3 separate regions of the Mus musculus genome follow, and regions 2 and 3 are each linked to region 1. The links are chromatin contacts, called in public Hi-C and HiChIP or PLAC-seq maps. All regions are on one chromosome and are shown on one strand. Each heading gives the region's core, a stretch centred on a gene start, on an enhancer-like site or on the middle of the called end of the contact. The rest is flanking DNA. Distances are from core to core; before and after follow the strand shown. Region 1 holds the start of Lipt2 (lipoyl(octanoyl) transferase 2 (putative)). Region 2 has its middle 47 kb from the start of Pold3. Region 3 overlaps Pgm2l1 (phosphoglucomutase 2-like 1).

What was found. A called contact is a pair of places that touch in the nucleus more often than the background predicts. HiChIP or PLAC-seq counts read pairs in DNA pulled down with a chosen protein or histone mark.
Region 2: a Hi-C map of muscle stem cells shows a contact between it and region 1, with 1.7 times the contacts expected there. The contact joins the enhancer-like site here to the promoter of Lipt2 in region 1. A contact is called at or near these places in 1 of 15 datasets of contacts at CTCF or cohesin (CD8 T cells), 2 of 484 Hi-C or Micro-C datasets (muscle stem cells and nephron progenitors) and 2 of 9 other capture datasets (adipose tissue and pancreatic islet).
Region 3: an H3K4me3 HiChIP or PLAC-seq map of bone marrow-derived macrophages shows a contact between it and region 1, with 2.7 times the contacts expected there. The contact joins the enhancer-like site here to the promoter of Lipt2 in region 1. A contact is called at or near these places in 1 of 39 promoter capture datasets (maxillary cranial neural crest), 3 of 484 Hi-C or Micro-C datasets (bone marrow-derived macrophages and erythroblasts), 3 of 115 datasets of contacts at active chromatin or transcription factors (bone marrow-derived macrophages and embryonic stem cells) and 3 of 9 other capture datasets (adipose tissue, liver and pancreatic islet).

Annotation. Positions count from the first base shown.
Region 1 is chr7:100,157,252-100,161,752 of GRCm38.p6, reverse strand. Lipt2 (lipoyl(octanoyl) transferase 2 (putative)) reads right to left here and starts at 2,476. Exons shown (of 2, transcript NM_026010.2): 1 at 2,006-2,476; 2 at 822-1,579. The coding sequence starts at 2,471. The coding sequence ends at 1,350. Gm51452 (a long non-coding RNA gene) reads left to right here and starts at 1,577. Exons shown (of 2, transcript XR_003946658.1): 1 at 1,577-1,658; 2 at 3,622-4,501.
Region 2 is chr7:100,071,959-100,076,459 of GRCm38.p6, reverse strand. No RefSeq gene overlaps it. Among named protein-coding and RNA genes, the nearest start is that of Pold3, 47 kb to the left of the region's middle. Within about 2 kb of position 1,924, at least 9 of the 459 cell types and tissues checked have an H3K27ac peak or open chromatin away from gene starts, as enhancers often do. A contact at or near this core is called in muscle stem cells, where this site is marked.
Region 3 is chr7:100,240,761-100,245,261 of GRCm38.p6, reverse strand. All of the region lies in intron 1 of Pgm2l1 (phosphoglucomutase 2-like 1), which reads right to left. Among named protein-coding and RNA genes, the nearest start is that of Pgm2l1, 15 kb to the right of the region's middle. Within about 2 kb of position 2,476, at least 7 of the 459 cell types and tissues checked have an H3K27ac peak or open chromatin away from gene starts, as enhancers often do. A contact at or near this core is called in bone marrow-derived macrophages, where this site is marked.

The sequences.
Region 1 (4,501 bases), core at 1,227-3,726:
ACTGCTTCATACTGTGAAGGTGTGGCTCAGGAAGGTCAACTCAGTCAGCCACCAGGTAGCTATCCTCTACGACCCAGAATAGCACATGCCGGTCGGTGCTCACACACAGAATAGCACAGGTCAGTGCTCACACAGGATGGGGAGTTCAAGGTCATCCTTGGCTACATAGCACGTTCTAGGTCAGCCTGGGCTGAGACCATTGTCAAAACTCAAGTAAATGAAGGCAGACATGGTTTCAGGCACGGGCTTAGATAGGGGGTGGGTAGTCAAGTGAGGCTTCTTGAAAGTATAAGGCATGCACTGACTCAGTGAAGACAGTAAAACTATGAAATACTAATGTCATACTGCTTCAAAAAGCCTTTTTAAATGAATTGAGGCGAATGTCTTAGAACCATTAAAGCCTTTTTAATGAGTCTGCATGGTGAGGAACTGAGGCTTTTCATCGACAACTAGAAGCAACCAAGCAATCACAATGGAGTGAGCCATCTTGGAAAGTGAACTCCAGCATAGTTAAGCCTTCCAATGACAACTGACCTTTAAATGGAAGCTCTGGTAAGACTCCAACCAACCCAAGTCCATTTCTTCCAAATTCCCAATCAATGAGAATTGAGGTAATGTGTTCCTTGGCTGTCTTGAATCACAGATTTTCTGCTTCTTAGCAGGCCTGACATGCACACAGATCTAGGAATCCCACTTAGGAAAATCTTTCCTCTCTAGTCTTTGTATGCATGGAGGGAGTACCTTGTCTTTATGAAGCCTCTAACCCATCTCTGTTGACCTCAAGCAAAAATAGGTAAATTATCAAACTTGAGACATTCAACCCAGAAAGGCAAAACTATTTTATTTTATTTTTTTGAAGAGGCTTTCTCCTTTACTGAAGAAAGACCCAGGTCTCCTGAGAAGAGTAACTTTATCACTTCCCTGGGCCTCACAGAGATTTGGTTCCCACAGAACTCAAAAAACCTAAGAGTCAAAACTGCTGTTAGATACAACTGATACAATTGCTGTTAGCACTGAAAAAGTAGCAAGTAATTAGGAAATGGCAGTTGATAATAACACTGGAGTGTCTCCATTAACAGGTGTTAATGGTCATGGGGATGCTTTAGGTAGCCTGTGACTTTTCATAGTATTTTCATAATGTCGTCTGAGGTAGGTGAGGAGATACAGGGAGCAATTGCTCAGGGCCTGTCATGGTCAGTGAATCAGAGTAGTTCTGGGGACTCAGTCAGACTAGCAATTGCTCAGGGCCTGTCATGGTCAGTGAATCAGAGTAGTTCTGGGGACTCAGTCAGACTAGAAGCTTTCTATTGTAGAACCATCATCCCAAGGATAAGGTGAATGAATGTCCTTCAGCTGGGGCTGTCCTCAGAGATTAACGTGCACTTGAAAGTCTCCTTGAATGCCACAAGGAATGATGGCATTACTTCATCCACAGTGACAAGTCTTTGAAGCGCCTCACTCAGGGAAGTGACTCCAGTTCCAACCAGTCCACAAGGCACAATGTGCTCAAACCATGTGAGGTCGGTTGAACAGTTCAGAGCCAAGCCGTGGGACGTGATGTGTCTTCCACAGCGGACTCCTGCAAGACAAGCCAAAATATCTTAGCATAGTTATACTTCCCTTCTTTGGGAGCCTCAGGATCCCTCTGGGGCTGAAAGGTAAGGAGGCCTGGGCACAATCCCTTGAAACTTGGATGGAACACTGACTGGATCTGGGGGCTAAGTCAATGGCGGTGGGGGCTGTGGTTACACATCAGCTGCCCTTATTTTCGAGATTCGTTTAACACAAGAATTGCGTTTGCATTGGAAGTTTTAAATTTTGGCATCCTGTCTCCCGTTATGAGTCACAGGAAGAAACCTGGCAATTCATACTGAACTAGAGGACTCTTTTGTCTCAGCTCCATGAGGGAGGTCAGTGGCTCATGCCCAGAGTTCATGTCCAGCCCAGCGCTCCCCGATGTTAGCCCTGCCCAGGCTCCGCCCCGGTCCCGCCCCGGCGCGCTCACCGATCGCGCAGATCTTGCGCTCCCCCAGCCAGACGCCAGTGTAGGGCGGCGGCCGCGCGCGGGCGCCCTGCAGGCCCCGAAGTTCGCACAGTCGCACGGCGCACGCCTCCAGCGCCGCCACGTGGGTGCGCAGGCGCAGGCCTAGGAGCCGCAAGTCAAGCACCGGGTGGCAGAGCAACTGGCCCGGGCCGTGGAAAGTGGCCAGGCCGCCGCGGCCGGTGGCGCGCACCTCGGCGCCCAAGGCCCTCAGCCGCGTAGTCTCCTCGGGTGTCAGGCCACCGCGTAGCCCGCCCGTGTATACGGGCCCCGCTGGCTCGCAGACCAAGAGCACACCCGCTTTGGTCCCCGACAGGGTCCCAGGGCGAGGGTCTGCCTGTAGCCGCCGTAGCCAATGCTCCTGCAACGCCAGCAGCTCCGAGTAGTGCACCCGACCAAGCCAAACGAGCCGGACCACAGGCAGCGACATCGCGCGGGAGGCGGCGTGCGTGGGCCACGCCTTCTGGCGGGTCTCGGGGCGGGGACTCTGGGCCACGCCCCTGAGCTTCAGCCCGAGTGGAGCTTCAGTTCCCGCCTACCTGTGTGACCCGAAGTCCAGGCAGGATTGGTCTTAACCACCCATTCATTCCAATAATCATTTTTTAGTATGTTCTGTGTTCTGCAGGAACTTGGACCGTGCAGTGTAGAGTATTTGAGAAACGAAGATCCAACCCTGGAAGCTTAGGTGTTCACAGCTGACAAGCTAATATTAAAGTTTTTTTTTTTGACAATATTCAGAAATTGTCTTTCTGTTTCACCATGTAAATTCTTTTTTTTAATTTAATTAATTTATTTATTACGTATTTTCCTCAATGATGGAAAGAAAAACAGAATTCAGTAATATGTTGAGTTCCTCGAAAACTGAAAGGGAGACTAGTGTGCAAAGAGGTTTATTGTGGATCGGTGTGGGACGTAGCAGGTACTTCAAGATATATAAGACTTGAAAGAAACAGGATTAGGCAGAAGCTGTAGTTGAGCAGAGAAATAGTTGCATTAGATTCTTTCCTTAGCTATCCCCCAGGAATGCTCCGAGTCTGGCCTGACCCATTAGAATTATTCTAGATTAAAGCAAATGGGACATCCTACATAGATGGGTCACAAAAACAAGCTACTCCTGGGAAGGCACCGTTACCTTTGTAGGAGTTGCTTCCATTATGAAGCCCTGATCTCTGAAGGGAGCTCCAGCTTGAGTCATCATACAACCCAGTCCCAGAAGCCGAGGGAAGGACAGGGGACGGGAAGCCAGAATATCAAGATTAATTGTGATTAATTGGCCCAGAAACCCTTCCTGACCTGAGCTTTATACAACAGAGAATGTGCCAGAAAAGTCCCCAGAACTACAATTTGGAGAGGTAGATGTCTTATCAAAGTCTTATAAAGGGTCCTGAGCCCTCAGTCCCCAAGGCTTTTACTTAGCCCACTAGCTCACGCCCATTCTTGGGAGTGTTTTTCTTTTTTTAATAACCAGCCCCTGTTTCTAACCACACTGTGTGTCTCTGGTGTGGTATTCTAACCTGGGACATAATCTCAGATCTGCACTGACCACTAATTTTTTCCCCTTTTCTTTATTTCCTTTTCAGATATCGGCCTAAAGCCTGAGCCTACATCGTTGCACTGTGGACTTTCTCACTCTCTGAACCCCTCCACCTCTGCCATGCAGGTTCTCCCCTCCCTCCTCCATCACAGAAGATCCTCCTGCCTCTGCCTCCTACGTGCTGGGATGGACTTTGACTGTTAATAGCTCCAGTAACACTGAGTGTGGGTGGGCCAGGAAGCAGAAAGAGGAAGAACAGAATACCAACCAGAGTGAGGCTCAATGCCAAGAATTAATAAGGCGGACAGACTGGCATGGGCAAACATATATAATAGCAGGTTTCAGAGCGGATGACAAAAGTTATTGTGAGTCATCAACATGGGGATGTGGTTTAAAAAATAAACATTGAGATAGCTCCAGGCTCTGGGAGAAGAAGAGACATTGGGAAACCCTGTTCCAGAGCACCTAAATCTTATTAATAATTCCGTGTAGGGTGGGGAAAGTAACTGCAGCGATTTGGTTCCTGCACAAGATGAACTCAGTGTTCCTGCTGAATACTTGTCCTGGTGTGAAGCAGAATAAGGAGGAAAGCCAGGGATCTGGGTACATCTTCTGTTCCGTCACTGTGTGTTTGCACTCCTATGGGGTAGGTGATACACAGTTTGATTCTTGGGTCCTCATCTCCTCTAACTAGTGTCTGACACCTATAGGGCCTTAGTAGATATTTGCAGAATGAAAGAACAACCGTTTAAATCATTTGTTGTGGGTGTCATTGAACTGAGACCCTTCACCAAGGCCATGTGGCAGCCTCCAAGCCCCTAAAATGATCCCAAATTTTCAGGACCTAAGGAGGTCATTGTTGTAAAAGGTGTTTACTCGTAGCATGCTGAATCCAATCTACACCCGCCAGGCTCAGCCTAGAGTCT
Region 2 (4,501 bases), core at 675-3,174, 85 kb after region 1:
GGACATGAGCGAGCACAGAGCTTCCCGTTATCAGTAGTTTAGAGGATTAGAACGCCAAGTAGTCAGGGTCTTTGCTAAATAGTTTAGACTTTGCACTATGCAAAGAATTTTAATGTGTCAGATTCGTACACTAGAAAAATCATCCTTAACGGCCTGAAGAGAGCTGTGAGCTACAACATGAAGCCAGAGCCAAGCTGCAACTGCATCTTGAGAGGACAAGCAGAGGAAAAGAATTTGAAGTTGGATTTTGTTCCATTCTTAACAGATGACTGCCTTGATCCCGCTGGAAACCCAGGACAGGAGAACGTTAGGAGTGACTTCAGCGTGGGGTGATTAGCCTTCGTTGGGTCATCTCCTGTTTGGAAATCCTTTGGCTCTTGCCTGAGCCATGGTCCTGGTTAAAGCATGGAGATGGGATTGGTTCCACAGTGCCTCTCAGGACTCATGGGGTCCCTTCTCTGACGCACATGCATACACTCTGATTTAGACCTGGGATGACAGCAGCTCTCTGGAATCCTCTGGGCCAAAGTGACCCATACTCTCAGGCTGGTCATCTAAGCCCAGCCCAAGCCGTGTTTACCATGTACCTACTGGATAGCCAGGTGTTTCTGTACACTTGATAACAGCGTTACAAAGTGTGGTCAGCTCAGTTATATGAATTAAGAAATCCAGAGGCTGCCTAGCTAGGCATCCACTGAAGTCATTGCACTTGGGACATGTGGTACAATATTTCTCAAGCAATAAAGGCTGTCTTTGCCATGAACCTCAAAGTTCATTCCTAAAATGTGGGAAATGGGTATAATTCCCATATCCTAACTGGCTATCGGGCATGTAGCCGAGTTTTTAGTATGAATTATATAGACTCCCAGCCTCTATACTTTAGAAGTCCCAGAGCACCTAGAGATGGACACTGTATTGTTTTATATATATATATATATATATATATATATATATATTTGGTCTTCAGAGTTGTGTTGGTTAGATGGAGCTCAGTGCCCATTTACCATCAATGTGAATTGTTTTGAAATAGGGTCTCATGTAACCCAAACTACTCACTAAGTGGTCAATGGTGACCTTGAACTTAGAACCTCCTGCTTCTACATCCCAAGTGTTATGCATGTGCCTGCCACTGTCGATTTATGTGGTGCTGGCGACTGGGCCCAAGCCTTTGTGCATGCTGCATAAACACTACAGCTGGAACCACATTCCCAACCCACTGTTACCTCAGAGACAGTTTCCAATCCTTCCCTCCTCCCCCTCCCCTTCTACTTGAGAGGATGGGGGCCCCTGGGTATCCCTCCCCCCATCAAGTCTCAGTGGGCTAGGTGCATCTTCTCCCACTGAGGCCAGACAAGGCAGCCCAGCTAGAACATATCCAATGTACAGGCAACAGCTTTTGGGATAGCCTCTGTTCCAGTTGTTTGGGACCCATATGAAGACCAAGCTGCACATCTGTTACTATGTGCAGGGAGGCCTAGATCCAGCCTGTATATGCTCTTTGGTTGGTCATGCAGTTTCTGAGAGGCCTTAAGGGTCTAGGTTAGTTTCTGAGTCACCTACTTTGCTAAGCGAATAGGTTCCTGTGAGGACTAGAGATAATAAATGTTCCCAGTGGTTGGTCAACAAGAACTATTATTATTTCTAGCTCTATGCTTTGGCCATTAATCTTACAACTGTAAGAAAAATGAGTTGTCATACTTCATTAATTTTTTTCCAATTCAGTTTTATTCAAGTGTCCACTTTATGTTACAAAATAACACATCAGCCTCAAAACTGACGTCATAACAAAATGAGGAATGAGTGCTGGTGGGCCAGTGTTTGAGTGGGCAACCTTGGGAGAGTGCCCAGTTGTTGATCTACTGGTTTCCTCTGATCCACCAGCTCCCCTGCCTTCTAGGTTGGCCATGTGCCATTCCATGTGCAAATAGAAAACCTTGCTTCAGCCGCAGCCCTACCTGGACAGTACAGAGGGAAGCCAGCAGTCACAGTACACATTCTGTTTCCCTAAGTGCAACATCAGAGGATGTCATGATTGACAAAGAAATAAACAGATCCCCAGCGGTGGTGAGGCCTTCCCCAGCGATGCCTAGGGTGCTCAGATAGTGGTCATGCCTGCAGCTCAAATCCATCTGTTTTCTCTGGTGGCTCCTCAGGACTGTCCCCTTGTGGTTTGCATCATTTTCCAGATCAGCCAACTCCAGCCCTCCTCAGTCCACTGGCTCAATAGCTGTCTTATTCCAACACACTCCTCCTCTCTTTCGGCACCAGATGTAAAGTTTCAAAGCAGCAGAAGCCAGTCTGGCCAGCGCCTGGACACCTGTTTCAGCAGGCAAGCCAGTCAGCTGCTGCTTCTGATGGTGTTGGCCCTCTTTCAGGACAGCATGGGGTGTAAACTCCACCAAGTGCACACACAGGCAGCTGAGGGAGCCTTGTAAATTAGGACTTTGTTTGTTTACTTCAGGCAGACATAGTGGTGTAGTGAAAAGAGCCTGGCCCTCAAAAGCCAAAAAAGCAAGAGTTTGAAGGCTGACTGGTTAGGTTTCCTTTTTTTTTTTTTTATTTTTTGGGGGGAGGGTAGAGATCTATGACACACAGTCTTCATAGCACTTATCACTAGCATCTGTTAGGGTATTGGCTTATGGGCAGTCACCACCACAATACAACTTTTTCAGGAAGTCAGAGACTGTCCTGTCCATCATTCTATCACTGAAGCTGGGACAATGCTTGAAGCACAGCAGGTGCTTAGAAAAGAACGAATGAATGGATGAATGAATGAGTTCCAAAACTGCTTCTTTGATTCATTGGCTTGTGATTCTAGGAAAGTCATTTATCTTCTTTGGGTTCAGTTTTGTCAACTCTAAAATGAAGGCTTTGGATCTCTCTCTCTTAAGATTTCAAGAGTTTACTCAAAAGGAGCTGGCAATGTGGCTCATTTGGTAGAGTACTTGCCTAGTGCAAAGCCCCAGGTTCATTCTGCAGTCCCAAATAAAATGGCATTCTGGGACATGTGCGGTGGATCAGAAGTTCAAAGTCATCCTCAGCTACATTGCAAGTTCAAGATCAGCCTGGGCAACATGAGTCCCTATCTCAAAGAAAAGGAATATCAAGAAATTGCCCTGTGTCTCTGTGCTGAGCATTCTGGCAAGCCTTGAAAAGTTAATGGCAAAGCCAGAAAAAGGACTTGCCCAAATGAAGTTTTGAGAGAAGTAGCCAAATATGTACATTCATAAAGAAATATTAACTGGGGAGGTGGCTCAGTTATTACACTGCTTGCTACACAAGTGTGAGGGCGTGAGTCTGCTTCTTCTTTCTATCCTTGAGGTAGCTAAACCCTGGGCCTAAAAGCCTTCTACTAGGAAGACTGAATGTCTGATAAACAAACCTGGACAGCAGAGTCTTCCTTAGCACCGTGCTCATGTTTTGAGAAGCACAAACAAATGGCAGAAGCATTCTGGATCATTCTTAGACCTTCTTGCCAAAGGCTCCTTTGGACAACAGATGTTTAAAGCACTTTACATAGCATGTCTATGGGGGTTTTACCTGTTCATGTGTCTGTGTACCATGTGTGTGCCCGGTGCCCACAGAGGCCACCAGAGGGCCGAAAATCCCCTGCAACTGGAGTTACAGATAGTTGTGAGCTACTGTCTGTATACTAGCAATCGAACCTGGGTCTCTGGAAGAGTAACCAGTGCTCTGCCGTTAACCTCTGAGCCATCTCTCCAGCCCCTAAAGGAAGGGTAGGAACTTAAAGAAGCTCTAAAAATATCTTTTCTATAACCTTCCCAAAGATTATATCACTTTAATGCTCATTATAGGGACATGAGTGTAGCATGGAGTTTACACCACTTTGTGTTCCTGGCGGGTCATGTGCTTCCAGCCACTCACTCAGGAACCCTTCGGATTCATGAGTGGAAGATACAAACACATGCCAATTAATTTTAAAATGCCTTGGCTACCTCAAAGACTGGGCACTCCTAAGTCTTCCCCTGCTACCCCAGGCCAGGACCCTATTCCTTATAACACTGGAGCATCTGTCTTCAGTCTTTTGGCCCAGAATCATCCTACAGACCTTGAAATGGAGCAGGAACTATAAAGGACTAGTTTGTTGTGTCTTGGCAGAGCTAAACTGTCAACTCTTCCACATTGTGTGTCGTTTCCTGGAAAGTATTTTTTGCTTGTCGATGGATAGGGCAATTTTTGCCCCGTAGCTACCTTAGCATAATGAGCAACTTTGCCTGGAGATGGAGATTCTCAATTCTTCTTTGAAGGAGAATGGGGACGCTGTCAGGAGCAGACATGTCTCTTTGTCAAATGATCCTTAATAATGAAACAACATTAAATGTCATATCTCGTGGATTTCTGACGTGTTTGAGGACTATCCATCTATGTAAAGTATATGTGAACTGTTAAACCTTAGCTACTCTTAGTCACTTCTATTTGAGTAAATTGAAAGCACTTTATTATAATTCAATTAGAATCTAATACAACCATGAGTTTACTA
Region 3 (4,501 bases), core at 1,227-3,726, 84 kb before region 1:
AATACTGGCCAGGAAGAGAGACACTGGCCAGGTCGATACTCGGGATTCCCAGAGAAATGGCCCAAAATACAATCATGTTAAAGGAGTGTTTCTCCAAGTTGAAAAACAAAACAAAACTGTGTTTAATTCTAAATTTAATTTCCCCATCTTTAAAAAATTTTACTCAAATTAGCATTAAATTGGCCTAGATAAGAAGCTTTATGACTATACTCATCATATAAAACAAAATTTACTTTTAAAAAATCATTTTTCTGGGAAAAATAAAACCCAAGAAATGAAAGTGTTAACTAGACCACAACTGGAAAGTAAGTTTTAAAATACAACATTGTTCTCCCTTAAGTATAATATTAGATAGGGAAGGATTAGTGTGAAAGTTAAAATATCCATTGTATTGTAAAGCCTTCCTGGAGATATAGCACACTGGCAGAGTGCTAGCTCAGTGCACAGGCCCCAGCTTTGATCTCTAGCAGTATAAAAACAAGTATACAGTTGGAGAGATGGCTTGGTTGTTAAGAACAATGGCTGCTTTTGCCAAGGATCCAGGTTCAATTCTAGCATCCACATGGTGGCTCACAATAACTCCAGTTCCAGGGGCTATGATATTCTCTTCTGGCCTTCTTGGACACTTAGGCATGATCATAGTACACAGACAAACATGTAGGCAAAACACTCGTACACACAGAACAGAAAAATAATTAAAACTAATTAAATGAAAATACCTATTTGCCAAGCACATACTATGTGCCCCATTGGTAGGAAGAGGATCTTACAAATATGTAGCGAGGTGGAAAGATAAGGAAAAGGGCAGTTTCCACAGAGTATGCATGGGTTCTGGGTGATAGATCAGTATTTGAACTAAGTTTTTAAGCTAGGATGAACTAATAAAAGGGATCTGAAGGCGGCAAGGTCTGACCTGATAAGTGAAATGTGAGTGTGAACTGAATGTTGGAGGGGATGGGGGACAAGCTGGGAGTAGAAACATAATGATTTCAGTATTAGATTTGTAGAGTTTGAAATGACAGCCAACGCAGCACACCAACTACTCTTTCACTACTAGACTAGCTCTTCACAGTAACTTAGAAATTACAATTAAATCAAGATACAATTTTCATCTGATTTTAATTTTTAGGTGAAAATGGCTTCATGATTTAATTTTAATAGTTTTTAAGAGCGAGCTATGGAAGAAGGATGAATTTACTATGGCTGGATAATAAATCATTCCAACTTTAAGGCCAAAATCAATAACTACTTACTATCCTCCACAGTTTCTGTAGACAGGTAGTGTCTGAGGCCTCTGTTGAAAGACTCAAAGATCTGCTTGTTGGAATAAACTCCAGTCTTGTCTATCATGTATCTGACAGTGATGATAGCTGTTAGCTAGGACCCATGCTATTAAATGGAGTATCTACAAGAGGCACTCCTTGTAGTCTGGGCTTCCTCACAATGCTGGGTTCTAAGGGCAAGTCTCCTAAAAGGAAGCCAGCCAGGGAGCAGTTCTGCCACCTTTCCTGGCCTAGCCCTGCACAATCAGCTTACTTCCACTGCTCCTGCTATTTCCTGAGGTTGTGACAAAGACTCACCCAAGTTATGGGAGAGGGATCACAGATTGTGACTTTCAACTGAGCCATGACCAAGTCATGCAGAAAGACAAAGAATGTGAGGTGAAGGAAATAAATGACCCCAGCTATTTTTGAAAGCGGTAACTTGTACATGTGTGTGTGTGTGTGTGTGTGTGTGTGTGTGTGTGTGTGTGTGTATGCATTAAAATACAACTAAAATATGACTGTTCTTTGTTAATGCTCTTATTCTTTTCTTTCTTGTTTGGAGTAATATAATTAGGTATAACTGTAATTTTATAGGTAAGCTTAGAGCATACATTAATACCAAAGTTAATCCATAGATGGGAATTATTCATTAGCTTAGGAAAGTTCACAGCTATAATCTCTTTAAGTACTGTTGCTGGTCTACTCTCTTTCCTCTCCTTAGGTGACTTCAATCCGATGGATCTGAGAACTAAATTATATTATCTCAGGCCTCACACCCATACTACCTCTTTAGTCTTCCTATTATCACTCTGTCACTACAGGCTTCATCTTCAATACTTCCTGCTGCCCTACTGCTGCCCTTTCTTGTAGGTTAATAATTCTCTCTTTAACCCTGAATTTTACTAAATTTGTTCACCAAGTTTTTAGTTTTGGTATAATTTTCTATGTTATTTCAGAATCAGAACTTACATTAAAAAAAATACAAGCTTTTGGATTATTTTCACTTCTCTGCCTAGTTTTTAAGTTTCTCTTTTTAACCTCTTAGATTTGGCAATCGACAGTTATTTTAAAGTCTGTATATCATAATTAGCATGGAGCACTCTACAAGTCAGTTTGTAGTACATTTGTTTTTGTGGGGAATTGTATATATTGACCTGTTTCTTTATGGATCTGGCTAACTGACTCTACACTGGGTTATATTATATTTGTTATTAATAGGAGCAAATTGAGGACTGTAGTGAAGGTGTTTTCTGCTGAAGCCAAGCACTGTAGCCGCAATCCAAGCAAAACGATCAGCGATTTAAGGTCATTTTTGTCTACAGAATAAGTTTAAGGCTACTCTGGGCTATCTGAGGTCCTTTCTTAAAACAACAAGAACAAAAATGAATGTACTTCCCCTTATATAGAGAGAGATTTCTTTCTTCTCTTTTCTTGGGTTCCTGAAATCAACAGCAAACTAAGCTGATTTTAGCCTAACTTTCAGGCCACTCAAATGACTCAAGGCAGGGATTTCGTCCATTTAGTGCTGACCCTGAATCCATAAGTGGTCATATGGTAGTTCTACCATTCTTAAGTAGTAGTACCAGACTCTAGATTCATTCTTTGCCTCTTTATGAACCTTTTAAAGTCCAGTGCCAGGAATAGCTTACTCCTTTTAGAGTTGTTGGCTACTGAGATCCCATAGACTTCCCCTCCAAACATTATAGATTACCACTGCTCTTATTTACCCCCCACTCCTTGATTTTATTTATGGGCTTTACTGCTGAAGACATATTTGAGTCATAGAATATGGAGAAATAAAGCTGGTATTGACGAGGAAGCTTCATCTCTACTGGCTAATTTTCAGTGATAGAAGGTTCTATGAAGACTCCTAAGGGAGAAAAGTAACCATCAGTCGCCCAGCTGGGAACACCCTGAGAGCTTTACTAATGACTGGCATGCAGACATGCCCAGTGCACAGTGTGGAATTGTGGCAAGAACATCAAAGGAGAGACCAATCACTTTCTGACTGGATTGAAGTCCCACTCACTCCACAAGATCAAACCCAGACCTGGCACCATTGCCGGGACAAGAACCTATGGCCAGGTCCTACGGGAGAACTTACTATGCTATTATTCTGCTAAATGGACATAGTAGTAAGTCAGCTTCTAATGGATCAGTGCAACTCCCAGCTCTCATCTGAGAAAATTTCTATTTGTGGTAGATAGTGGTTAACAGACACCTACAATTGGCCAAAGTACAGAGAAGAATGGAGAATATTCAGCCCTAAGTGAAACAAGATCACAGTTTACATCAGGCTTTCTAAAGAGATTCCCTGGAATAAAGTCCAGAGACACTTCCAGTGTCTAGTCACATGTTTTCTGGACTAGTCTGAATTGTCAACATTTGAAGAGTATTTAGTATTGGATAGTGTTCTAGGCATTACAATACAATAACTGTGTTTCTTTTTAAACTTAAAAAATGCTGGTGGTTACAGGTAGGGTCTGTCATAAGAATGAAAGACCTCCAATATTCAAATGAGTACTACTAAGTCACATCATATTGAAATATAGCTTCCCTTTGTAGAAGAACACTTAGACCTGTCTGCAAAACAAAAACAAAAACAAAACAAACCACTAAGCTCTATCATAAAGTGTGCATTACAGAAATGATATATTATGTGTTCAAGGTGACTACTTTTGAAATTTCTATACTCAGGTGGGACCACTCATAGGATCTCAGATAGTTAATTAAAAAAGAAAAGTACAGTTTTATCTATTACTTAAACACAGGGGATAAAAATCTAGAAGCAATCATGTGTTTGCTAAGTTTCTTAATTAAATAATGGGTTTTACGACAGCATTATGAAATTAGCTATATACTTGAGGCAATTCACAACTTGTATAAAAACTAAAGTATGATCTAATGGTCATAACAACAAAATAAAATCATTATGTAAAAATGTTTGTGGGATTTTTTTCTTCTGATACCAAATATGTGGTTTTATAACAAGCATTTAGAAGCTGCTTTTGTTCCAAAGTTTTAGACAATAACCAGCAGGGCAACACTTTGACCAGACTGCCTCATTATGCATATTTTTTCCTTAAACATAATTATTCCCCTAATTAAACCTAAAACTATTAGTAACTGATTTTATTTGTTCCTTTTATATGGTGATGTTAATGAGAAAGCCTCCTGTCCCCACGCCCACAGGCTCATCTGTTTGAAAACCTGGTCCCAGTTAATGGAACTTTGTG